Regions from separate parts of the Mus musculus genome. Here all the other regions are linked to region 4. Evidence: chromatin contacts called from public Hi-C data. All regions are on one chromosome and are shown on one strand. Each heading gives the region's core, a stretch centred on a gene start, on an enhancer-like site or on the middle of the called end of the contact. The rest is flanking DNA. Distances are from core to core; before and after follow the strand shown.

Region 1 (6,820 bases), core at 1,431-3,930, 400 kb before region 4:
CTGGAATAGCCATTTTAATATAGAATAAAATTAACTTTCATCCAAAATTTATCAAAAAAGAAAAGGAAGGACATGTCATACTCATCAAAGTAAAAATCTACCAAGAAGAATTATCAATTCTGAACATATACACTCCAAATGCAAGGGCACCCACATTCATAAAAGAAACTTTACTAAAGCCCAAAGCACACATTGCACCTCACACAATAATAGTGGGAGAAGGCTGGACGTGGTGGCACACACCTTTAATCCCAGCACTCGGGAGGCAGAGGCAGACAGATTTCTGAATTCCAGGCCAGCCTGGTCTACAGAGTGAGTTTCAAGACAGCCAGGGCTATACAGAGAAATCCTGTCTCACAAAACAAAAGCAAACAAACAAAACAAACAAACAAAAAATAGTAGGAGAATTCAACACCCCACTCTCATCTATGGACAGATCATGGAAACACAAACTAAACAGAGATACATTGAAACTATCAGAAATTATGGATCAAATGGATTTAACAGATATTTATAGAACATTTAATCCTAAAACAAAAGACTATGCCTTCTTCTCAGCACCTCATGGTACCTTCTCCAAAATTGACGACAAAACAGGCCTCAACAGATACAAGAAGACTGAAATAATCTCATACATCCTATGACAGACTAGGGGCTAGTCTTCAATAGCAACAAAAACAACAGAAAGCATACATGTACATGAAAGCTGAACAAAGCCCTATTCAACAAGAACTTGATCAAGTAAGAAATAAAGAACTTAAAGACTTTTTAGATTTTAATGAAAATCAAGGCACAGCATACCCAAACTTATGGGACACTTATGAAAGCAGTGCTAAGAGGAAAACTCAGCTCTCAGTGCCTCCAGAACAAAACTGGAGAGAGCGTACACTAGCAGCTTAACAGCACAGCTGAAATCTCCAGAACAAAAAGAAGCAAATACACCCAAGACAAGTAGAAGGCAGGAAATAATCAAACTCAGTGCTGAAATCAACCGAGTAGAAATAAAAAGAACTATACAAAGAATCACCAAAATAAGGAGCGCTCTCTCTCTCTCTCTCTCTCTCTCTCTCTCTCTCTCTGTGTGTGTGTGTGTGTGTGTGTGTGTGTGTGTGTATGAGAGAGTGAGAGAGAGAGAGAGAGAGAGAGAGAGAGAGAATTTAAGGCATATACCTTGGTAAATTTAACTGCAGGGTCATCAAAGTGGTTTGCCACTAAGCCTGATAACTGAGTTCAGTTCTCAAGACTCACCCAGCAGAAGGAAAGAACCAACCAATTCCCACAGTTTATTCTCTGACCTTCAGAAATATACCATAAAACATGGGCCAGCATGTATACACATACCACCTCCAGATGTGTGTATGTAGCCTTAAACATGTGTGCACATTCACATATGCATTCAGGCACACAAACACACATTAGGTGAATACAAAATTATAAATAATTTTTTAAATTGTAACTGCGCATTTTACATAAATGTTAAATCTGCATCCACATATATGCAATAAGGTACAAAGTGGGAAATCTTAATGGTGATTTCTTAATATGTTCTAAATCAGAAATAAGATAACCATCAAATAGCACAGCTCTTGGTTTAGTCTTACAACTATTTTTAAATCTTTAATGACACAATAAATATCTCTTTAGAAACAATTCCAAAATTTAATAGATTTTTCCTAACTCAAAGATACATCCATTTTTAAAATAACCTGTTCCATGTTCCCATTACTATAAATGACATCAAGATGTCTCAACCCTTCTATACCCCTTTGTCAAGACAGATAATATTTATCTTCCATCCTGTGACCATCATATCCCAGAAGTGGTCACAGGGAGCAATGTTCAGGTATCATTATGGCAGTAGGATCTAGTTTTGTTCTTCATGTTTTCCATTACTTGTTTCTCAAAGGAAAAAAAAATTAACTGTTTTTCTTTTGGGTTTTATTAGGAGTAACTTCACCAGGCCTGACCACATCATATACTTTCATGCATAAAATAAACGAAGGGCCTAGAGATTAGTACTTAAGAGCTCTGAAGGCCCTTTCAGAAGATTAGAGTTCATTTCCCACATAGGGTCTCTCTTAACCACCAGTAACTCCAGCTCTGGGAGACCTAACATCCATTCCTAGCCTCTTTAGGTACTTACATTCATGTGTGCGTGTGTGTGTGTGTGCACGCACGTGCGCGCACACACACACACACACACACACACACACACACACCACAAATTAAATAAATAGATAAGTAAATAAATAAATATTTTTAAAGCCTTTTTGAGTCCATTCTTTTTAAGAATAATCAAATAAGCATCATTTCCTTAGAAAGTTCTAGAAAATGAATTCAGACGTGCATTTCATAGTCCTGGGTTCTATCGTAAGGATGCACTGTTCAACATGGGTGGGAAGAGAAGCCAGCGGGACAACAGACCCAGCATTGAGGATCTAAAAGTAGAAAATGGCTTCTAAAGAGTGTAGGGGAGAATTCTGGATAAGACTCAAGTAGGTAGGATTGTAGGACAGCCTTATCTACCTGGGCAATGACAGTGCAAAGGGGATGCTGTGAGAAGCTCACAGAACCTAGGATAGGAGAAATATGACTCAGAATAGTAAAGAACTTAGGAAACAGGCAAGCCCCAGTGTCATCAAGTTTCCAGTCTGTTGAGTGACACAAGCCAGTGACAACTGTGTGAAGGGTGACAAACACACTGAGCAGAGAAGTGATGTGTGCTTACATGGCACATGACTGGGTTCTCTGTTCTAACCTACCTTCATGGAAAAAGTGACACTAAATTAAGGTTAAGAATTGTTGGTTTTAAGAAGAGAACAGAAAAAATACTCTGGGTGAAGAATAGAACATTATGATAAGATTATAGATGACACTTGTCACGTCAGACACAAGGAGGTGAGACAAGTATCAGGCACCCTCAAAAATGTCACTCATTTCCTTTTGACTTAAGCCAATGACCCACTCCTAGGCTCATAGTTCCTGATTTTAGGCTGAACTCTCTCTCTCACCTCTGTGTTCTTCCAAGACAAACTTGAGCCAGTTTGCCCTGCATTTATCTGAAGCTTCTTCTCCCAGGTAACTTGAAAAAAAAAAAGATAATAAATAACATCTCTATTTGTTATTTAGAAATCTGTAGGACTCGTATGCATGTGGAGACTCTAGTCTCCGGTGAGTTCTCAAGTCATATACAGATTGTCACTAATTAGTTGCTCTTTCCATGTTTCATTATATACATTCTGTCTCCCTCTCATTGTGGCAAATTATAAATTACTTGGTGATATGGCATTTTCTTATTTATAATAGGAGCATGTCTCTATGGAATCCAAATATTTGTTCCTTGACATTCAAATCAAAGGCAAGCAAAAACATCATGTGTTCTGCCCTTAAATACAAAGAATTTATATATCTTTGACATCAATATGCAGGCTTTAGTCATATTCATTTCAACACTTCCTAGTAAAAACAAATAATTTTTATGGTCAATATGCTTGTTATATGATCACTTGATCTTCTTCATTGAATACATTTTTTTCTTACATAATACATTTTCCTGATCTTCTTCCCTAAAAGATGGAAACAGAACAAAGAGAATCCTTAGATACAAGGCTGAGCTTACATATTACCCAGTAGTGACATGCAGTATGAATCAGTAGTCATATCTTATTTGATTTAGAGAGAATGTGCTATTGGGTTGTTAGGGATGGGTCTAATCTAAGTCACTTCTCAATTATAGGGCAGGTGAATCCTCTCAGAATTCTGCCATTTAACAGAGTGCATGTTTCAGTAATAAATTAATAAGATAGAACAGTAATTACCTCTTTAGCTCTTCCTATCTAGACTTGAGCCAGTGAGTACATTAAATTTGCTATGAAAATGATCTGCTCAGTGTATGACTAAGGGCAAGAGAAATGAAGAGGCCAGTGCTCTTCTGGATAGTTTTATCATTAAGCTGATCTGCTCAGGACTTGGCCACTAGGAACACACTATCCTCTAGCAGAAAAGCTGTAAGGGTGGTTAACATGTGACATTTATGTAGAGGTGTACACTTAACAGAGGGTTCACACACACACACACACACACACACACACACTATTTCATCCCATTGACTCAGTAACAGGCCAGGTAACCTCCTAGCTGTGTTTACTCTGAGCCCTTGTGATCTTCATATGAGCGAAAGAGATTTCATGATCCTGACAAGTAAAGAGCACAAGATTTATCTCCTGCCACATCCACGAACATATCATTTGCCTTGATTGCCTAGCCAAAAATTATGGTTATGTCATTCCAGTCAACTATTCCACCAAATACAGAAATGGGTTCTTGCCAAGCATGATGGAACACACTTATGACCCTAGTACTGAGGAGGCCCAGGGTAAGACTGATCTGGAGCCATCATAAGAGCTTCATAAGAACTGATCCCAAACATTAAGACTAAAAGGATAGAAGAAAGCAAAGAAGGAGAGAAAGAAAGGGAGGAAGGGGAAGAGACGAGATAGAAAAATTGAGGAAGACAGGAAGACAAAGTAAGAGACAAAAAGAAATGTTGATAGACAAGTACTTTTTTCTTATTTTTTTTAGAAATGGAGTATGAATAGCACCATTTTTGGATGCTGCGGCTCCACCCAGAGATTGAGCATTCAGGGAAAGAAATGTTTATTGTGTTTATGTTGTAGACATAACACATTTCAGAACCAATTCCAACCATCAAGTTAAACTGCATGGCAATCAGAATCAATCTGTTTCCTCTTGCATCATTAAACTGTAGGTTTTGGTTTTAGAAGATGTTAGGCCATTTAGACATCACACTCAAACAGAATAGAGGGCAGAACTTCCTAGGTGGTGATATTTATTTATTTATTTATTTATTTATTTACTGGAAAGATCTTGTTTTCACTCTATCTGAAAAGGAAAATATTTGGTGAAGGTATGGCAGCTTCAGTATTCAGGTTACCGGGAGTGGGGTGGCTCATGAGTGTAATGCCAGAGTGGGGGAGACTAAAGCAGGAGGAGTACCACAGCTTCAATGCAGTATGGATGACAGTAAGACCCTGTTTCAAGTGAGAAAAACGTTCAAGTAAAATATTCATACTGTGAATATGTCCTTCCAGAAAGCAGCTCTACACTGGTGGGGTAAAATAAAATAAAATTGGCTTCCAGGGCTGGCTCCAAAAGTCCGGGCCTACTTTCAGCTTCAGTCTTGAGGACACTTTATCAATTAAATCCATGTTCTGAACATTAGCAAAGCTAAAGGTATGCAGGACGCTGGAGCTATTAACACACACATGCACAGAAAGAGGCAGAGACTGAGGGGACACAGACAGATAGATGGACAGACAGACAGATGGATGAACAGACGGACAGAGACAGACAATGGCAAAGGGGACACACAGACAGGGACAGACAGACAGACAATGACAGAGAGGGGGAGCAAGAGAGAGGGGGGGAGGGGGAGGGGGAGGGAGAGGGAGAGGGGAGGGGGAGGGGGAGGGGGAGAGGGAGAGGGGGAGGGGGAGGGGGAGGGGGAGGGGGAGAGGGAGAGGGAGGGGGAGGGGGAGACGGAGGGGGAGAGGGAGAGGGAGAGGGCACAGAGAAAGAGACAGAGAGGACATACACACATGCACAAGAGAGAAAGAGAGACAGAGACAGGGGGAGAGAGTGAGAGAGAGAACACATCAGGCCCCATGGTACCTGAGCACTCATCAGGTGCACTGGGCACCTGTCCTGGGCACTCATCAGGGTGTGGAGCTTCAGCTTGATTCCCTCCCCAGGCATCTCTTTATCTCGCTTGCTCATCTTTCATCAGTGCCTGTCAGTGGAATATAGCCATTCCAGATGGAGAAAACAATTCTTAACAGAATTAGGAGAATGAAAAAAGGTTTTGGTCATGGAAATCCCCACTGTTTTATACTAACATTTTATTCATGTTTGGAAAATAGTGCTTATGGCTGTTTCCACCTTCATCTGTTTTGGCATTTCCTGTTTTTATTCAGAAACCGAATGTATTACAAACAAGGAGAATCTTGGCATAATTCCAGATCTGTATGCCAAAAGAGATCCACCAAGTAACCAAATGGTTGTCAGATTTTATGAAAAAAGAGAGAGAAAAATTTTACATATATTACCTCATAGAATCAAGCTCAGAATTTTCAACACAATGAGGGAGAAAGCCTGCTAGAGAAAGCCAAGTCCTATCCACACTGAATTTGTAGGGGATGAAGAAGGCTCTTCCTGTGGTGCAGGAAAAGATTGTGATGATTGCATCATAAAAGAGAGAACTGCCTTCTGAGCATCTACATCCAGCCTCTCTTCCCGTTTCTTTCTTCTTTCTCCCTTTCTCTCTTTCTTTCTCTCTTTCTCTCTCTCTTTTTCTCTTTCTTTCTCCCTTTCTTTCTTTCTTTCTTTCTTTCTTTCTTTCTTTCTGTCTTTCTTCCTTCCTTCCTTCCTTCCTTCCTTTCTCTCTCTCTCTCTCTCTCTCTCCCTCCCTCCCTCCCTCCCTCTCTCTCTCTCTTTCTTTCTTTTTTTGACTTTAACATGACTTTATTCTTGTTTTATTAGATATTTTCTTCATTTACATTTCATATACTATCCCGAAAGTTCCCTATACCCTCACCCTCCTCTACCCACCCACTCCTACTTCTTGGCCCTGGCATTGGGGTCTGCAACCCTATAGGTGGAACAACAATATGAACTAACCACTACCCCCAGAGCTCGTGTCTCTAGCTGCATATGTAGCAGAAGATGGCCTAGTCGGCCATCATTGGGAAGAGAGGACCCTAGGTCTTGCAAACTTTATATGCCCCGTTTCTTTCCTATTGGC
Region 2 (6,433 bases), core at 2,441-4,940, 330 kb before region 4:
ATACGCTGATTTTAGATGAGTGCTATACATCTAGATGCCAGTCTCCATGCTTACTCACAACCTCATCCTACTGAGTGATCTGTTCATCCCATTTAAAAGTATTTCAGGACAGCTCCATCAATTCTGCATGCTTAACTCATTTCTGAGAATTCCCTGACTCTGATATTTGCTCCATAGTGTTGTTTCCAGATCTGATAGACTCTGAGACCCCTCTGAGTAGTGCTCCAAACCAAAAAAGCCAGAACCTCTGGGGAAGACCCTGAGCAGAGGTGTGGCCTGAGCACTCTGTTTTTGGAAGCTCCAGAGGTACCCTTGTGGTAAAGCAAGTTTTCCATATATGGCTAAAGTTTGAGAGTTCCAACTCAATTTGAACAGATTCCATATTGAATAAACAGAATGTTTTAGCTGGAGGTGAGGGTCAGTAGGAAAGAACGCATTTAGCTAATGCAAGGTCCTGAGTTCATCTCCAGCATTCACAAAGAACATGCAGGAAGAATAGAGAAGTTTTTATGATAGGGCCTCAAGAACCACTATACTCATTTCTCTAGAGATTTTCTGAGATCTGGTGTCTAGACTAGAGAGAGCATGACAATGGTGTCCAACTTGAAAGCCCATAAACACATGTGTACATACATCTCCTCTCAAATCCAGGGAAGTCTGTAGGAGCACACACACACACACACAACCCAACAACAATAACAAAAACATCAATAAAGAACCTCACTCACAGAAAGCAAAACCAGTAAAGAATGTTTCATTACTGAGAAAAATGATTCAATCACCTAACGGTTAGCCAATAGCATCTTGGCATTGCATTAGACTCCACCTCACCCCAGGATAGAAAATGTAATGTGTCACAGAAGCATGCGCCTAAGAAAATACGTGTTCATGCAGAACAGCTTAGGGAGAGCAGAGCTCTGAACAATAAGAACGAGTAGCTTGGTAAGCTCCTGTATGTGAGATGGGATGATATAGAGAAAAGCAGAGAGTTGTTTTTAAACTTACCACTTCTGCACTGAAAAGAATATTTACCATAAAGCAATGAGGTTCCAATAAACACAGCAATTACAATGAGTTTTGTCTCACCTTGTGACTGAGAGGACTGTACCCAACAATGCCACCCACCACCGCAATTAATAACTGAGTTTGGGGTTTTCTGTTTGTTTGTTTGTTTGTTTGTTTGTTTTTATGGAGAGGATGAAGCCGTGCAGGGCTCCTAAGCATCTGCTTGCATAACAGGTTTTGAAAAGAATCCACTTAAGTAGGTCAGCTCACACAGAGATTGTCTACCTTCACCATGGATGAAGTAAAATTGGAGACCATTTACCAAAGAATTTTCTTGTGTTTCCTGTATTTATTGGCACTTCCTGGTTTTATGGTGAATACATTTTATTGTTCAGAATGCTACTTCTTTAATGAATCTAAACACAATATGCAATAAACACATTTAAATATGTAACTTTATTGTAAATGAGAAAAACTGAGGCCAGAAAAAACCCCATGATCACTGGAGGTATAAGACATTTCTGATAAGGCTAATGAGTACCCCAGGAGCAATTGTGGACAGGGCACACAATTGCTGCCGTGTTAGGTCTATCAGGCAATCCCATTAAATAGTTCCCTCAAACATTACCAGGGGCAAAATCCATTCTGAAAGAAATTGAGTGCAGAAGTTAAGAAAATGAAACGTTCAACCCCAGAAACCTTAGTGGCTTGGCCCATAACCTGCGCAACAGATCTGTGCTCGCTCTAAAATGTCTCAAGGAGATCCTAACTGATATGTGATATGTTTGCTTTGGAATCGGATGCCTGGAACGGTTAGTGAATGACCTGGAAACCCAGGGAGAAGTTCAGCCTTGCTTATTTGCTTATTTGTTACCTGTGTGCCAGGACTGAAACTTCCCACTCGAAGATTGGTTTTCAAATTAAAAAGTGAGAGTCTGGAAAATGGCTGGGAGGAAAAACATGAAGTCGAGGGAAGCATACTTGCCCTATTTTGATGTTACAAATAAAAGGAGATACATCTGTCTCCCTGCTTGTCCCCCTTAACTTCTAGACAGGGCTTGGAGCTTACAGAAAGCCTCCTTCGTTATAAATTTGCCATCTCAAGCTGCGTCTTTGTCTTTTTTGTTTCCCTGGATTTCACTACCTGAAAGGGTGCATGAGACCAGTTGCTAAGTAAAGCAGCTGTCATTCACCCAACCTCATCACCCTGCCCTCATCTCTCAGATCGGTGTGCATAAGGCAGTGCTGACTCCATTATGAGCCCTTTCCTTTTATTTAGGGAAGAAAAGTCTAGTTACAAACAAAAAGGGAGACCCTGAAAAAGAGACACTCATGCTGAACTTTCTGGCTATGAACCCACAGGGAAAAGGAAGGTCAAAGCATGCCATCACTCAGGTGACAAATATTAATTGAGAAGAACATGTTATCTGTAGGAAACTATCATGAAATAAGCATATGTGAAAGATATTAGTCTTCATGGCTAATGAGACTTAGCCATGAAGAGAACATAGGCCAAAAGAAGAAAAAGAAAAACCACACACGAATACACAACTTAAGTAATAATATAACAATACACGCATGCAGCCAGGTTTGAAAGAAGTTAAGATAACAGAATCCTGAAAGGAAGAGATCAGATGTGAGGTAGCTCACAGGCTGAGGCAGAACAACTATTTCTGATGTAAGAATTTGATTCCTTGACTGGCTGTGCCCAACTCTCCTTGATGCATTTAAAACACTCTCCAAGCAAAACAGAAATGCAGGAAGGAGTTCATGGTCGATGAGAAACGGGCAACAGAAAAAAAAAAACATGAGCAGAGCTTTTAGTTTTGCTGGGTTTCTTTTGGAGTTTTGTTAGTTTGTCGTTGGTTTGGTTTAGAGTTGTTGTTTTTGTTGTTCTCCTCCTCCTCTTCCTCCTCCTCCTTCTATTTGTTTTGTTTTTGTTTCTGTTTTTGTTTTTGTTTTGGGTCTTGATTTACTCCACTGGCAGAATTCTCTAACTTTTAAGGAAGGATGAGGAACAGGGGCTCAGAAGCCTCTGTGTCTATGAAAGAATTACTCTCTGCTTTCTTTGTATCTCAGTCTGATTATTACAGTAACGATCAACTTAACGTCGGTACAGATTCATAAACACTACATTGCGTTACTGGAGACCCACACCGGGCTCAGTTTGGCACGGTCTGTAAGCTCTGTCATGTGCGGCCATTTCAACCCTGCCTCTCTGCAGCTCTACTCTTGTTACTTGCCTTAACGTCATTTAATGTGCTCATTATTCACCTAAAGTATATTTTTCATCATCTGTGCTGACACAAGAGTCCCTTTAACCTGTAGGGCAGCTGGAAACTTCCACTCTCCTTGCTTCTTATCCAAGCATTGCCTGTCCCCAAAGGAGAGGTCTGACTTTCCATGATAAAACAAAGAGGTAGGGGGAAGAAAGGCAAGCCCAGAAAGAGAGGAAAGAAGGAAGGGAAGAAAGAGGAAAGAAGGGAAGAAAGGATCAGAAAGAATGAAAGAAGGGAAGGGGAAAGGGAGGAGAAACAGAGAGAAAGGAAGCAAGCAGAGAGGTGAAACAGGAGGGAGGAGAGAGAAGAGAAAGAAGAAAGAGAAAGAGAAAGAGAAGAAGAGTGTGCACGTATTGTTCTGGGGCTCTGTCTTGGCTTGTCACAACTATTTCACTCAACTGCAATAATAGTGCCATAAAGTTCTAACATCAGTTCCCTCAACAACAAGCCTGCCACCCACACAACTCTGCCACTCAAACGCCTTGCTAGCTTTTCTCGTTAGCTTATTATGATGGGCCTCTTAGTCAAGTCTCAGTTTGACTAACCTATATTGCCACAGGCAACTGGTTAGTCAACTTTCATCTTATTTAACAAAAGCAATGAAGTGGCCCTGAACGATCCTCCTGCCCCCAGTCTCAGCTCTCACAGGTCCTGCCAGACAATCTGGTTAATCAGCTGTATCTGGCATCAGGGGAGCCCCTAGGACCACAGGTCACTGTTTTTTCAGTCCTTCATTATTAAATGACGGGATATGCCCTTGATTGTAATTCAGCATCCAATCCACACAGATATATAGAAAAGAACATATCATTTGGGTGTTCAAATGCACATCTGGAAAAGAGATGCTCTAGGAACTTGTAAGAGAACTGGAGACCAAGGTGAGAATAAAAATTAAAATAATCATAATTAACATGATATATTGCTTACCATAAACCAAGCAGTTCCAAGAATGTTGCCTGTGTTGACTCATCTAATCCCCATTACATTTCAATGAGGTGGGTGCTATAATTAACCCCATTTTACAGAGTAGAACCATTAAGGCAGAGAAAACAGTTAATTGATTTGCCCAGGGTCACACGGCAGTTAAATGGTGTTTCAGAATTGAGACCATGCTTTAGACTTATACTTTATACTCCGTGCTCCACACCAAACAGTAAAGAAACATAGCTTATTTATGTTCTGAAGCACTCCGTGTAATCTGTAAAATCTGATCCAATAAAAACCCTACTAATGAAGTCACAGAAGAAAATTGAATTAAAAAATGTTTTTCTATAATCCACATTATATTCCTGGAATATGAATTCAGGTGTGCAGTTTTCAATCTATAAAGCTTACTTTGAAAAAAATATGCTTCATATGAAAAAAATTCAAGGAAGATTATGGCTGGTTTCCTCATCCACACAGTTAAGATAATAGATGCAGAGCCATACCATTGTTCAATGTGCGGTCCATGATCAATGACCAGTAGCTATTTATAAATACTATTGGATTCCCCTATGGCATGTTCACCATGATCAGACCTAACATTAAGTGTCTCTCCTCACTGCAGAAATCAGTGTTGCCACCCACCCATCTAAGCAAACCACAATGCGACAAAATGATATGCTGATCAGGACTCCTGTTGGGAAATAGCAAACACACAAGGGAGAACTCCCTAGACTTAATAATCAGGTTTCAAAGGAAGTACTTACAAACGATGGGGAAAGTTACTTGAGAAAGATCTGTTAGAGCAGATACAGAGATGGAAACTTGGATAGACACCTTGACTGAGAGAAGAATGCTCCAGCCGCAGAGTTATAATTAGATAAGACACATCCAAATGCAAGGAGGACTCAGGCACTCCACTATACATGGGAAACCACTAGAGCATGTTTCTACCAACTCTCTAACTTCCTGGTTCTCTGTTCCACTCCTCTGACATAAGAAAAAGTAGAGTAAAGAACCAACATATGTGAAGCAAAGGACTTACAGACTTTTATGGGAAGAGTCCTAGACAGAAATAGAGTCAGAGTGCCATGGGTAAGAAGATTAGCTCTTTCGAGAGTTATCAATGCACCGAATATAAAATTACAGCACAAATAATCAATGCTGAACCTGCCCACAATGTTCACATGTTTGGCTTCTGTTGTGCCATTATCAATTGAACAAGTGTATTTATTTTTAATAGCTAAAGATTGAGTCATTGAGTCAGCAGCTTACTCTAAAAATACCCACATGCCTGTATTTATTGCTCCACTCTTCACAGTAACCAAGTTTTAGAATCATCCTTGGTGTCCTTTGACAGATAAATTGATAGAGACAATATGGTCCATATACCCAATGGAATTTCATTTTGCCACAGTGAAAGATGAAGTTATGAGGGTTGCAAGAAATGAACAGAGCTAGAGATCACCATGCCAAGTGCCTTGAGTCAGTCTCCCGGTGCACAGGAAATCATGTTGTTTCTCGTGTAGGAAGGGAAGGAAAGGGGGACTTGAAAGCAAACGGGCTTGGTGCCCATGTGCAAGGGGAAAGCTTGAATCGTCTGACATCTGTTGATAGACTTTCATTTAGAAATGCTAGCCAGCTGCCAGTGATCCTGCCTGCCTCCATGCTTTCTCTGTCTCTCTGTCTCTGCCTCTCTCTGTCTGTCTGTCTGTCTGTCTCTCTCTCTCTCTCTCTCTCTCTCTCTCTCTCTGTGTGTGTGTGTGTGTGTGTGTGTGTGTGTGTGTGTGTGTGTGTGTGTGTGTTTATACTGGCTTTAAACATCAAGGTCCAGTTTGCAGTAATCTGATGGCCTGAATTCTCATTTTTACCCTTCACTGATTTCCTGACCTCAGTGGTTAGTGTTGATTTGAATTCTTTCTCAACTCCTCAGTAGCTGTGTAACATTAAGCACATTGCTTAACCTTCTCACAGGCCAGTCTTTCTCATCTTTAAAACAAGAATAATGACAGTTTCTAGTTCACAGATGTGTGGTGAATGGCAAATGAGATAATATGTATGAAGTATTGTTTGAGGCATCATAAGTGCTCAATAAATATTAGCCATTGTTATTAGCTCTGAGTCACAGCTCTGTCCTCACACACAGCTAGAGAAGGTTACTGGGTGACCTAATGGATTTTTCTCATTGGAAAAATTCTACTATAAGGAATGCAGCATATAACTCA
Region 3 (6,387 bases), core at 2,454-4,953, 310 kb before region 4:
CCACCCCTACTACCACACAATTCCATGTCCCACCAGCACATACTCACCCTGAGTCCCAAGATTATATAAGGTCTACTTGCTTGGCATTCACAGAGTGAAATATGAAATACAATATTGACACCTTTCTGTTTAGCATCTCACTGTAAGGAAAGTATTTTCCTTCAAAATTAGCCTTAAAAGTACTATAGCCAGCTGTGCATTTTAACTTCACATTTTGATTCCTTAACAAGATGAGTGCAAAAGGAAACGTATTTTACATGAAACTATTCAAGTGTCGAATGCTAACTTATTAGTTATGCAAAAATTTAACCTAATTTGCATGATTAAGTATAGTGTGAGTATAGAATCAATGAATCTGAGAATTGAAAGTGCATGAGATCTGCAGTTAATGAGCCTGCATGAAATCCATGACCTGTCATTTTGCAGTGTGACATTAAGCAAATTAATCAATTTCCATCTGGTAGGATAATACCTCTCTCAGAAGCCAATCCTTGGGATTCAGTATAGTAGTATACACAGTCCTAAGCAGCAATATCTCCTTGGACTTGGCAACCACACCCACCAAGCTGACTGATAATAATGAGGATTGTGAACCATCTACTCAGTTCCCTTGACAATTTTTAGAAGGCAATATTCCCAATTACTATTTTACAGATGAGGAGCATAAGACACAAAATGGATGTACTGGGTCAAGATCAAAAAGCTATGAATTGACTAAATGAGGTGTGATTCTGGAATCCACACATTAGATCACAGTAACCTCCACATACATCTTCTCCTTAAAGTTTAAAGATAGATGACCTTGAAGTTACAGAAGGTTGAAGTTGCATTTGAAATAAGTCATGTAAGTAGATGTAAAGTTGGCGATTCTGACCGGTCAAAGACACATGCACACGAAGCAGAAAAACGGAGACAAGAACAAATCAAGGAATAGGTGTATCGTGGGTTTGGAGTGATAAAGCAGAAAGTCACATTACTATCTTGAAGTCATAAGTGATTCAATTACTTTACAAGTTATTTACTACTCTAAAATAGTTACAGCAAATTCTCACACTGCAATAGCCAGAACATTCTAGAAAGGCTCCCATCTCAGGGAACTAAAAGAAAAACAACTAATGCCAGCCCCACAACAACTCAGTCTCTTCATAGCACACTATGTCATCATTGACTGGAGCTGATCTCTGCCATGCTAAAATAAACACCCTGGAGTTTGCAGTGTGTTTCTCTCTTCTACCCACTGTCCATTTACCCCACTCCACATGTATACCCATCATATATTTAAAGTCACAAACCTTTCTCAGTGGAGCTAACATGTTCTGGATGCTGAATGAGATTCTTAAAGCCACTTAAAAGAAGCAGCTGCTTATCCCACTCACTCCCAAAACAGCCATTGGCTTCAATATCATCTTTCCACCCATGGTAAGCCTGTGAGCCTTCATGTCTTGCCTCAGTTCCCAAGTCCACAGGGTTTTCCCACACCCACCCAAGCAGTTATACCAGCCAAGGGAGCCCAAGGCCAATGACAGTGAAGACAGAACCAGTAGTACTTGAGTAGATGGGTGTGTGGATTAGCTGTTGGTGACTTGTTGCTTCTGACCTAAGGCAAGAGGAGGCAAGGAAACCATTCCAGTTCTGATAAGCAAAGAGGCAATGTAGGTCAACAAGAGTCTCACCATCTCTAACTGAACTCATCTGCAATGGAGCTACAGGATGTTAACAAAAGTGATTAATACCTATCTCATAAAAATTTATCATGATAAGGACAATGGTAACTCTAACCACATGTCAGGCATTGTTCTTGATATATTAGCACTTTTTACTCTAGTTCTTTGAGGCTAGTACAATTGTCACCATTGTTCATATGTTGAAACTGAGGTACATAACAGTTAAATAGCATTTTCCAATTGTATATAAAAGTGAGGAAAACTAAATGTATAATTCAATCTGCTTTTAAAATCTTTCTTCCCACCACTTTGCTACAGAAAGTTAAAAGGAAGAGCTGTTATGATTTTGATTTTTCTTTATCTTTTTGACTTTCAGATTTTTTTTGTTTTGGTTTTTGTTTTGAAACAAGAATTCTTATGATCCAGGATATCCTAGAACTCATGAGATAGCTAAGGATGACCTTTCTATATTCATATCCTAAGTTCTGGGATTACAGGTATGTAGTATCACCTTTGTCTCCTCATAAGCTTTTTATGAAAAGAACCACACAATATATATTTTAGGCTTTGCTTACCACCAAATTCCTGTCACAACTATTGAACTCTACCACTGTAGTCCAAGGACCAGGGTAGATAATATTTTAACACTAGTCTATTAACACCTATTTATAGACATGAGGGTATGAAGTTCATATTTTTTTCACATACCCACAAAATATGATTTCAATTTTTTCAACCATTTAAAAGCAAACAAATCATTCTTAGCTCACAATCCATATAAAAACAGGTGGTAGATAAGATTGAAGTCAGAGGCCATAATTTGCAAACCCTTGATCAAAAGGTTTGAATGCAATTAAAACAACAGACATGTGCAGAAAACTATGAATTGTAGTTAGTTATTTGTCTGCTCTGCTTGCATTGAACCTATTTAAATCCTAAAATTACTATCAGTCTTTCTGCTTTGACTGATCTGCACCAGCACAACCTACTTCTAAAATCCAGTGTAGATCTGCCGGTTAACAAGCTCTGTGGCCTTGGGCAATTTACTTAACTCTAAGCCACAGCTTCCTCATTGTAATAAGCAGTTATCCGGCAGGTTGATTGTTGTAGGCATTGAATTAAAAAATAGATGTCAAAAAATTATCAGTGATCCCCAGCATGTTGTAAACTTTCAATAAGTATTAACCCTATTAGTGCTCATATTATTATTACTATTGTCAAAATCATCAGCCCTGATTTAAAACACAAAATCAAAATAGCATATCAGTTGAAGCTCACGTCTGCAAGATGATGGAGGTCACCTTGAAGGTGACTAAAAGTCCTTTAAGTCTCTTTTGCAAGGTCCTTACTACCGGATAATTAAATCATATCTAAAACACTGCCTTCCTTACAAAATGAGAACATTTTGCCGTACTCTATTCTAGCAAAGAATCTAGAAAAATTAATCTATGCATGTCACCTAACACAATCCAGTCCCCAGGCTAGTCTGTCGGTGACTAGCTATGCTAGAATCTTGGGTCATAGTCAATATCTCATTCCCTAGTCTTAGCTTATTTGGGCGTTTATTTTTAATGTTTGCAAGCCACAGTAAAAAAAATGGAAAGATACAAACATTGGCATAATGAACCTCTATGCTTGAGGAGGACCATACTTATGTATCAATTAATTGAGCTCTGAGCATATAAAATACTTCTTGGGGGGCATATCAAAGGCAGCAGTGCTACCAATGGCCAGTTACACATAACAAAGTCTAGCTCTCCCTTTCCTTGGTCCCTCTAATATTTCTTGAACATGTCGTGTGTGTCTAGCATCATGGATCCTCTAACCATTTCTGTGGTTCGAGCATGAGTTACTAAAGATGAGATATGCAAATAAAATGCTTTAAAAGACCCAGAAATCACCACTGTCTATGTGTGGGCCAAGGAAAACCATGACTATGCTAAAAGTCATCAAGTTCCTTTGTTATCTGAGACTCGACTGTTTTCAGCTCAAAAGACTTGTGGGCAGGTAGCTTCGGTGAAGTTCACCATTTATCTGTTGGAGAATCAGCTGAGCGTGACTACGTTATCTGACGCTCTGTTTCAAAGGACTGATGGGTTGTGTTCTCAGAAGGGCTTGGCAATTCATCAGCAGCAGGAATGAGAGATGGTTCCCAGAAAACAATTTCCCTGTCATCTCAAGCTTTGTGTATGGCAGGAACCAAATGTCAGGTCTGATAGTTTGAATAGCAAGAAGCCTGGCCAAGTGTGAGAAAGAGACAACTTCTGTAATTCTGAAAGCACATTTGGATGAAATCAAGTAAGCATGGCTCAGATGATCATAACAATTAAGGATCTCCACCAGAGAAACTTGGAGCAAGTGAGGGATGGTTCTGCACATGTTAACAAGCAGATGCTCAGGTTTCTTGCTATGGCTAATCCCATACTTTCTGATCTCTTTTCTCTGTTAAGTTTGCTGTCTAGTCAAGTGTGTGCTTTTTGTCTGCAATTCTATTGCTCAGGTATTTCATTAAACATTTTTCCTTGTACTGCAAAATTGATCGATGAGCTAGGTGACTATCAGTGAACCCAGTCACTTAACTAATTCCCTCTCTGTTATATTTCTTTATAAGCGTGGGAACCCTCAGAAATGAATAGATAGATCACTAGGTACATAATTCTTTCCTTTGATTTCTCAGAGCTCATTTTTAAGACACTTAAAAGCTTCTAAACCACTGTCCCATCCTTTTTTTCCCCTGCCAGCTACTTCTTTAAGAATATTTTCATGCCTTCAGTTTCCTGTTAGTGAGCTCAAATAAGAAAATGCTTAAAGACCCTCACTCTTCCAGGGTAACTAATGTTTTATTTAAAGTTAAAGTTTTATGTTTTATGTTTATGTTTTATTTATTTATTTGTATGTTTTTTATTTTTATGTTTAATGTTTTATTTAAAGCTGTAAATGTCTAACAGCAACATCTCACACCTTCAAAACAACTCAGGAAGAATAAAATTCTTCCAAACATCTTTCACTTCAATAACTCCAGGCTTGTTTTATCTGCATGCATTTGGTTCCCAATCCATCAATCCATTACCCAGTTTTAAGAGGGTAATAGTAGACATTAGGGACTACTGTAAACACAGTGTTCTGAATTCTTCCAAGAAAGCAACAGATAACTGGAGCGCAATTCATCATCCCCTGCCAGAGAAACAGGGACTTTGTTGGAAAACCTGTCCTGCCCCTTTCTCTCCTTCAAGACTAAAACCTGTTGATTTCTCTTTGTACTACTAGAGACTAAACCCACGCTCTTACCTATTCTACAGAAATATTCTATCAAAACGTCACATCTTCAGTCCTTAAAACAGCCACTTTTGAAGCTAGCAATATATCTATCTTTCCATTACCTAATTTATAAAGAAAGTTAATGGGACACAGGACCACAAAGTAATAGGACAGTTATTAGTTTATTCATCTTCATATAGATTAGGTTTGTAAGGTTGAGAACAAACTGACCCTACTTTCAAGAAATGCCCAGGTACACTAAGATAACGAATAAATGCAAAACCAGTAAGTCTGTTTGCATGATGCACAAAGAGACTATTGCTGAATCTATTTTTTTTTCTCTCTCTCTTGGAAAGAACAGAGTCTACTGTACAGGAACACTAAGCTCTGGGACAAAGCCAAAAGACTCTCGAGACTGAAACTTGGAGTGTGTAGCCTCATCCCTCCAGGATCCATAATGAAACTATGAATGTAGCACAAGCAGAGAAGAGTATCCGCTAACATTGTATAGTTGAAACCACTGCAAACACGAGACCTACAGTGGAGAGCAAGTGGCTGCACTTTCTGGATAAACTGAGATCTTGGAAATTTTTTTCATTTAGTTAGCCATCAAAGCAGAAGTCAGCCGCAGAATATATCAGTAGTGCAGAGACAGAACAAGCAGAGCATACCCAGCAAGAATATAGCACAAATCTTTGAAAATTACATACCTTTCACTCCAAGGAAACGCAATACAGGAGTTATTTTGTGAGAACCAATACGTTGATAGGACTTTCTGGTAATAACTGGAAAGGGGAAATGGAAAGGTGAATTAACAAGCAATTGTGAGCTCAACTCCATAAAATTCAAGTAAAAACTGTGATTGTTCTGTTCGCACTGCGGCTATAATACTGTAGTTTTACAGAAGAGTAATGGTAGGAAAGTTACAAAGCCATATCAGATATATTGTGTAAGTAGAGGAGATGGACGGGTATACGCTGTGTACATGTTTGACAAATAATTACCAAGTGCTTTACGTAAACCTCAGCTGAGAAAATAACAGCGAACGCTAGTGGTTTGTCCATGTTTATTTAGAACCTGATGACCTGACACAGTCTCCATCCTTAGTTTTGTCTTGATCCCTCATCTTAATCATCTACAAACAGTATTGGCAATTTTCTATGCATATGAAAAATAGAGACAACTCAAGCAATTAGGCATTTCACGGGTAGGGGTTCATTCAAAACTTTTAGTCTTTATGACAAAGACCTGAGAGAAACCATTTAAAAGAAGAAAATTTAGTTTTGCCTAGGTACTCAGAGGTTGTGGTTCATAATTATCTGGCTCCATTTTTTTTTTCTGAGCCAATGGTGAGCCAGCGCATAATGGAAATATGGGGCTTTGCAAAGCTTCATGTCAGTGAGAAACCAAAGAAGAGACATGAAGGGACACGTGTGTGTGTGTGTGTGTGTGTGTGTGTGTGTGT
Region 4 (6,616 bases), core at 2,223-4,722:
GAGGAGCCAAAGATGAAGATTCAGAACAATCATAGCATAGAGTGAACATTCAGTGATTGTCTGCTCGTGCTAATTCAGGTAGTGTGTCTAACAAGACCAAGAAGAGCTCAGCTTCAGAGTTGCCAAGGAGATTCAGCACATGAAGACAGTTCCCCAGTGACCACTGTTCAGTGTTCCCTGTAAAACCTGCCCCTGTATGCCTGTGAGGCAGCTCACATGGTTGCTTATGGAGACTAGAGATTAGCCTCTAGTGTGGTTCTGCAGGAGCCGAGCAACATGGTTTTGTGAGACAGGATCTCTGATTTTTACGTGGAACTCACCAGTTCAGCTGGATGGGCTGGTAAGGCATCCTCCCATCTCTGCTTCCCAGCATGGGGATTACAAGGGAACACCAGCATCTCCAGCTTCTTATATGGATGCTGCTGGTTGAACTAGGATTCTCATATGTGCATGGTACGTTCTTTACCAGCTGAGCCATCTCCACAACCCCAAGCATGGCCCTTTTAAAAGATAATGCCTATGGGATTAGAGAGATTGCTCAGCGATTAAGAGCCTGGACTCTCTTGTACGGGATCTGAGTTTAGTTCCCAGCACCAATACCAAGTGGCAAAAAAAAATCTACTATCAGTCCAGCTTCGAGAGACCTGACTCCCTCTTTTGACCTTTGAGGGCACATCTGCTCACATGTTCATATACCAACACATAGACACACATGCACATCCATCATTAAAAAATTCAAATAAATATAAATTCAAGTGTATCTGCTAGATGACTACAAGTTATATTCTCACAAAGTTCTTGGTAACCAGAACTTTACCTTCATCATCCAACAGAAGGGCTCTCAAATTCCTTCCCCTCCCATCACTACATACTGGTCCTGAGTCACACACGGGCTACGTAAGCCATGTGGTGACCCACCTATGAGGGGCCCTGAGCACGCAGGATCATGAGAGCTTTAGTGAACAGAACCAGAAACACAGAGATGTGGTTTCTTACCTCAGTGGAGCTTCCAACTGGCTTGAGAAGTCAGAGGGAAAGGTATGGGAAGGGCTAGCCAGGTACCCCATGATTGGGAAACGGAAATGGGGATAGAGTGTAAAGGAAAGAGTCTACTCTCCCTCTCAGGCCTTTACCAACTGCAAGACCACTCAGACATCAGTTTTGTTGTTGCCCAACTGTATAGCTACAGACTACAAGAGGCACTCACTGATCAAGAGGCACCTGAACTTGAACTTATGTTTCTCAAACCTGAGCCTGAGTGTCTGTGCTTCTAACCAGTTCTCTGCACAGTTCTGATGGAGCCAAGAGGAGGTCTTCACTGACAGCCACGGAATAGGGGGACAATTAGATAATGCTAGAAACACAGCATCCCTTGTGGGAAATCATTTCGGTATGTTAGAAATGCTTTAACTATGTCACTCAACACTTGCCTTTTTGTGTTAAGAGGTGGTGGGACCTTTGGGAAGTCATTGACTCACTGAGGATATCACCCTAAGAAGGCATTAGTGGGGTTCTCATGGGATCCTGAATTAGTTCTAGCAAGCAGCTTGTTTATAAAAGAAGCTTGGTCTTTGCTCGATCCTGTCTCTCTTGCAATATCTCCTTCATCAAGAAAGCTTCCCCAGAGCTGGCTGGATGTTGGACCACACCCTTGAAAGCACAGAACTCTCAGATAAATAAACCTCTTTTTTTTTTTTTTTTAGAAACTACCAAGCCTCTAGTATCTTGATATGGTAGCAGAAATAAGACTGATACAATTATTTAGCCAACCAAAGGCTAATCGGAAGCCTGGGCTTTGGAAGTGAACTTGGGCATTCGCATCCTGTGCAGTTGACATACTTTTTCTAGGTTCTCAACATCAGACACTCAGGAAGTCTCCAAGATCCAGCTCTAACTAGATAGATACACCTTGAACTTCTACTAGGTGCCAGGGGCTCTGTTGCGCTACCCGCCCACTGGAATATTCACGTCATGGTGAGGGGTCAGAGTTCAGTTGGACAAAATAAGAAGGTTTTTCTAACATGACTTAGAGGGAAGGAGATGATCATGGATCTCACAGGAGACTTAACACTCACATATAGCACACAGCCCAAAGTGACCTAGCACAGGAAGGGGTGGAGGCCAGAAAAAGGGACCGACGGTGAAAAACAACTTAAGGCAGAGGGCAGATAAGACACTCTGTGGTTGGCTCCAAACCATAGGAATCGAATCAATTCTGGAAAGTGGTTTCCTCCCAGATCTGCAAGCTTCTTTCTTGTATGTGTGACCAGCATCTTTTACATGTCTGAGCTGCTAAGAAATCACACTGTGCCTCCAGTCCCGTTTTGACATTTGAGATTCCTATTGAATGCACCCTAGAAAAGATATCCTTTCACTCGGGGCAGGAATGAGTTCATCTTTGTGCCGAAGACCAGAGCTACTGTCTGCCAGCAACGTTCCTTTTTATTTCATTTTAATGAGCGAGGCTGAAAAGTAAGTCCCCAGATGAAACTGCCAGGGAAATCCAAGACAGCCGATACAAGTATTAACTCAGTTGAAATGTATTATTAATACTAATGCCTAGCTCTGTTGTAGCATTTTCTGGCTTCAAAGCCATTTACAAACATCAACTAATTAATCCTTACCTCAGCATGATGAGGTCATTAAGTCTCATTATCCCTATTTTACAGAGCGGGAAACTGAGGCACCCAAAGGTTAAACTCCTTGCCCAAGGCCACAGAAACGGTGTACGCTCCGTATTCCAAGCACCTCTTGATTTAGATGCTCAAACTTTTCTCCAAGCTAGGGAAGACACAAACTTTTTCAGCAGTATGAATCATTTCTCTAAAGCCAGCTAGATAGATCCATGGAGAAGGGCCTGGCCCACGCTTTTACGGCACCTTGTTACACAGAATCAAAATTGTATTTTTCTTTAGTGTTTTCCTTCCACATTATTTTGTTTTAAGTGCGCTGACTTCGGGAAAGGGCCAAAGGATTTTAATGATGTATGAAATAAATAATACAAAATAATGGTAATAAAACCTTCTGCCCACACAGAGAGAATACAAGCTTGGTGTTTGGAGTCGAGTTTTCTTTTCCCCCTCTCATGCTACGTCTTGTAGGTCTGCTGCAGCCAAAAACTTCTTTTTATTCTTTTTTTTTTTTTTTTTAGTTTTTCATTGGAACTTAGCAGGCTCAGCCAAAAGGGTGAACTGTATCTCCAGTGCTCTTTCACAAATGCTAGCCTCTTTAGCAGTCCCTCAGACTCCTCACAGATGTCCAGTCCTACCAGAGAGCATCCTTCCTGGTTTTGTTTGCTTTGTCTTTCCCACAGGTGACTGAGCCTTCTCTTGTTCTCTCGTATTTTCAAACATTTTTCTTCTCGACTCTTTACTTCAACAGGAAAGGTGAGGGCTGCCCTTTTCTGGGTGTCCCCACCCTCAGCCTAAAGGTCCTGTGGTTTGTAGTTCCAGTGTTGAGGCAGACTGAAAACCCCAAAGTGTCACGTCACTTTGTCAGAAAGATCCGCAGGTGTTTTTTTGAGGTGGCAAAGGTCTTGGCCTCCCTAGGGCTCCTTCTCACACCTATCTCTACAGCAACTAACAGACATTTGTCCAAATCTCTCCTGGTCTTTTAGTGGCTCACTGATGCCAGATGGAGGAAAATGGGCGAAGAGGCCAAAGCCATGGGACAAAGATCCTAGTCTCACCTCATGAACCACACCAGCCCTATGCCAGAGTTCTTGTATCAGGGTTGGTTACTCTGTTCCCATAAGTGTTGTGAAAGTTCTCTCAGTAAGCTTTTAAACTCCTCACAAATCAAAAGACTACATCATATATATACACACACACACACACACACACACACACACACAATGAAACTTCAACTTGGGCAATTAGATTAGAGAAGCACATTTTGGTGATAAAACTACATAGAAAAGCACAGAAATAATTGCCATTAGGATGGAATGACGGTTTCGATGTGGCGTAGGGAAAGCTCCAGGAATCGCTGCTGAGCAACGTTCTCCTCCAGCCTAGTGTAGTTACATTATTCACCCTGTAGTTCATGTATCGCTGGGTAACACATGTTATATGGGTTTTGTATCTTTTCTACCTTTCATTTTAAATTTTATGTATCACTAGTGTGGGGAACATTTGCACTCCAAGATGTGTGTGTGTAAAGGACAACTTTGTGGGCTCTGTTCTCTTTTTCCATGGACACCAGGATTCTGAGGACCCATCCCATGACTCCAGGCTTGTCCACCATGTGCTTGTTACTCTCTGAGCCATCTCTCTGGCCCATACTTTAGTTTTTGTTTGGAAAATGACTTTAAAAATTACGTAAGTACATTGACCTCATTAGTCATATGTAGGGCTATTTATGTTTGAGTCCTGTGAAAGTTGGTGCTTTTATTTTGCTTTGCTCTTAGTGAAATCTTCTCCATGACCTCCCATTCCATCTGTGCTTGTGAGGGTTCGTAAAGGATAGCCAACGAGGGTTGAGAGTAATCAGCACTGCAGGGCAAGCTGATCTCAGATCAATAAAGAGGTTTTCACCCTCATATCATATCCCATCCTGACAGCCTATGAGTCTAGGAAAAGAAAACATTTCAGGGTGGGTGGAGATTCCTTGCATCTCCTTCTCATCCTTCACATTGCCCCTGGCTCTGGAGGGTCTTCCCTACCCGCACTGATGTTCTTTATCCTTCCTGAATACTTCCTAAGGATGATGTTCATAATCACCACCATAGCAACTAAGTGTTGACCAACCAACCTACACCAGGGACTCATCATCAGTTGTCATGCTTCTGTCACACACTACCCTCTGAGATGTATACAGTATTTGTGCCCCTTGCCTAGGCTGAACTGAGGCACAGTCTTTTGAGGGAGGACACACTCTAGCTGTGGAGTAACAGTTGGGGTTTGTTAAAAGAATGTGCGAATGGCAAATTCTCTGTGTTGAAGTCCTTTCTGTTTATTTGAGGCAGGGTCTCTTGTAGCCCGCATTGGCTGTGAACTGGCTGAGACTGAGGATGGCTTTGAACTCTGTATCCACTTGATCCACCTTTGGAATGCTGCAATTTCAGTCATGTGCATCACCAGGACTAATATGGTGCTAGAGGTTGACTTGAGGGCCCTTAGAATGTTAGGACAGTATTCTCTCAACTGAGCTGCATCTCCACTTTAGATTTTTCTGTTGAATATATCCCACTTGTTCTATTTGCTGTATTAAATCCTGGCTTAATCACCTACAAAGGACCTTCCTCTGAATCCTGATTAGTTTAGCCATCTACAAAGAAAGGGCCTTCCTCTGAATTATTTTATCAAATATTTAACAGCCACAGACAATTTACTGTGGGTTAAAGGAACATGCGGTAGACTGAGCTCCAAGACTGGAACTGAGCATCTCATACTTTGTATGTTCTTATAGAACCCTAGCCACACCCAGGAAACAATAGCAGCCTCTGTTTTGTTCGACAGAGAAGCTGGTTCAGCACAAAGCATACGTTGCTACGTTGCCCCGGCTACTCTAACACTCACATTTTGGTTTCTTCTCCTGCACTGATGCCTGATGCTCCAAGTCTCCAGGAAAACAAAGAAGATTAAGGAGAGATCCAAAGTGTTGCAACAAGTCTCCCTGACTCAGTATTCAGATGTCCCTTGGGACTGTTCTCACATCCTTCTCAGATGCCCCTCAGGACCCCCTCCCACACACACCTGACTTTTCTACCAATGCGTCCCCAGTGTCTTCCAGGCCCACAGAAAGTCAGTCTTCGGAAAAACCTTCTCCAAACGCTGAACTTGGCTCAGGCTCTCCTCAATTCTGCCTCAGAACAACCGCATGAAATGGAAAGTATCTGTTTACACGTCTGCCCGCCTCACTAGAGGGTGAGGACATCAGAGGCAGAGCTGGATCTTATACATTTCAGCATCTCACTGCCTGGCCTCATGCCAGTACATAGTGGGTGCTCGATGAACGTCTGTGTAATCTACCTGTAAGTGAACCACTGGACAATTGGACCAAAGCTGCTTTTCCCACCCCATCTGTTTCCATGCCTACTACATAGCAGGTTTTCAGACTCACTTTGCAGAAGGACCAGGATGAAGATGTTAAAGCATGCATCCTTAGGCCCCTGCCCAGAAATCAGAACCTGCACCCTCCCCCAACATGCAGACAAGTAACCAGGTTTTAGAGTCATTGCTTACACCATGTGGCCAGAGACAGCTGAACCAAGCAGGGGTGGGGTGGGGGAGGTCTAGATGTGCTATAGCCAGAGGGGAGGGGTAAGAAACAGAAAGAAATGTCTCATCAGAAGTGCTGGAATTTTAGTTTTTTTAGTGCAAACAACCTCAAGCAAGATAAATGAGGTCAAAGAATTTAGTGCAAAACTCCAGAGCCCCTATCAACCACCTCATTCCATCTCTTTCAAGAAAACAAGTTTGAAAGAGAGGAAAAAAAAAAAAAAAGCCGGGGAGCAGATTTCCTTAACTGAAGTCTACAAACTTGACTCTCTGGAAAAGCCAAAATATCTTCGATAACACATTTACACACCTATAAAAACAAAAGTTCAGTGAGAAATGCCAATAAATGATTCCAAGGCTGTCTTAAAAACCATACAGCTGAGAAAACATAAAAC

The links. Hi-C and Micro-C count contacts between places; a contact is called where the count stands out from the background.
Region 1: a contact with region 4 is called in a Hi-C map of group 2 innate lymphoid cells, with 2.0 times the contacts expected there. The contact joins two enhancer-like sites. A contact is called at or near these places in 2 of 484 Hi-C or Micro-C datasets (Th2 cells and group 2 innate lymphoid cells).
Region 2: a Hi-C map of Th2 cells shows a contact between it and region 4, with 2.2 times the contacts expected there. The contact joins two enhancer-like sites. A contact is called at or near these places in 4 of 484 Hi-C or Micro-C datasets (Th1 cells, Th2 cells, epidermal suprabasal cells and 1 more).
Region 3: a contact with region 4 is called in a Hi-C map of group 2 innate lymphoid cells, with 2.8 times the contacts expected there. The contact joins two enhancer-like sites.

What each region holds. Positions count from the first base shown.
Region 1 is chr2:9,291,986-9,298,805 of GRCm38.p6, forward strand. No RefSeq gene overlaps it. Among named protein-coding and RNA genes, the nearest start is that of Gm13219, 57 kb to the right of the region's middle. Within about 2 kb of position 2,681, at least 1 of the 459 cell types and tissues checked has an H3K27ac peak or open chromatin away from gene starts, as enhancers often do. A contact at or near this core is called in group 2 innate lymphoid cells, where this site is marked.
Region 2 is chr2:9,356,436-9,362,868 of GRCm38.p6, forward strand. All of the region lies in intron 1 of Gm13219 (predicted gene 13219), which reads left to right. Among named protein-coding and RNA genes, the nearest start is that of Gm13219, 7.4 kb to the left of the region's middle. Within about 2 kb of position 3,691, at least 17 of the 459 cell types and tissues checked have an H3K27ac peak or open chromatin away from gene starts, as enhancers often do. A contact at or near this core is called in Th1 cells and Th2 cells, where this site is marked.
Region 3 is chr2:9,374,473-9,380,859 of GRCm38.p6, forward strand. All of the region lies in intron 1 of Gm13219 (predicted gene 13219), which reads left to right. Among named protein-coding and RNA genes, the nearest start is that of Gm13219, 25 kb to the left of the region's middle. Within about 2 kb of position 3,704, at least 7 of the 459 cell types and tissues checked have an H3K27ac peak or open chromatin away from gene starts, as enhancers often do. A contact at or near this core is called in group 2 innate lymphoid cells, where this site is marked.
Region 4 is chr2:9,686,254-9,692,869 of GRCm38.p6, forward strand. No RefSeq gene overlaps it. Among named protein-coding and RNA genes, the nearest start is that of Gm13218, 97 kb to the left of the region's middle. Within about 2 kb of position 3,473, at least 27 of the 459 cell types and tissues checked have an H3K27ac peak or open chromatin away from gene starts, as enhancers often do. A contact at or near this core is called in Th1 cells, Th2 cells and group 2 innate lymphoid cells, where this site is marked.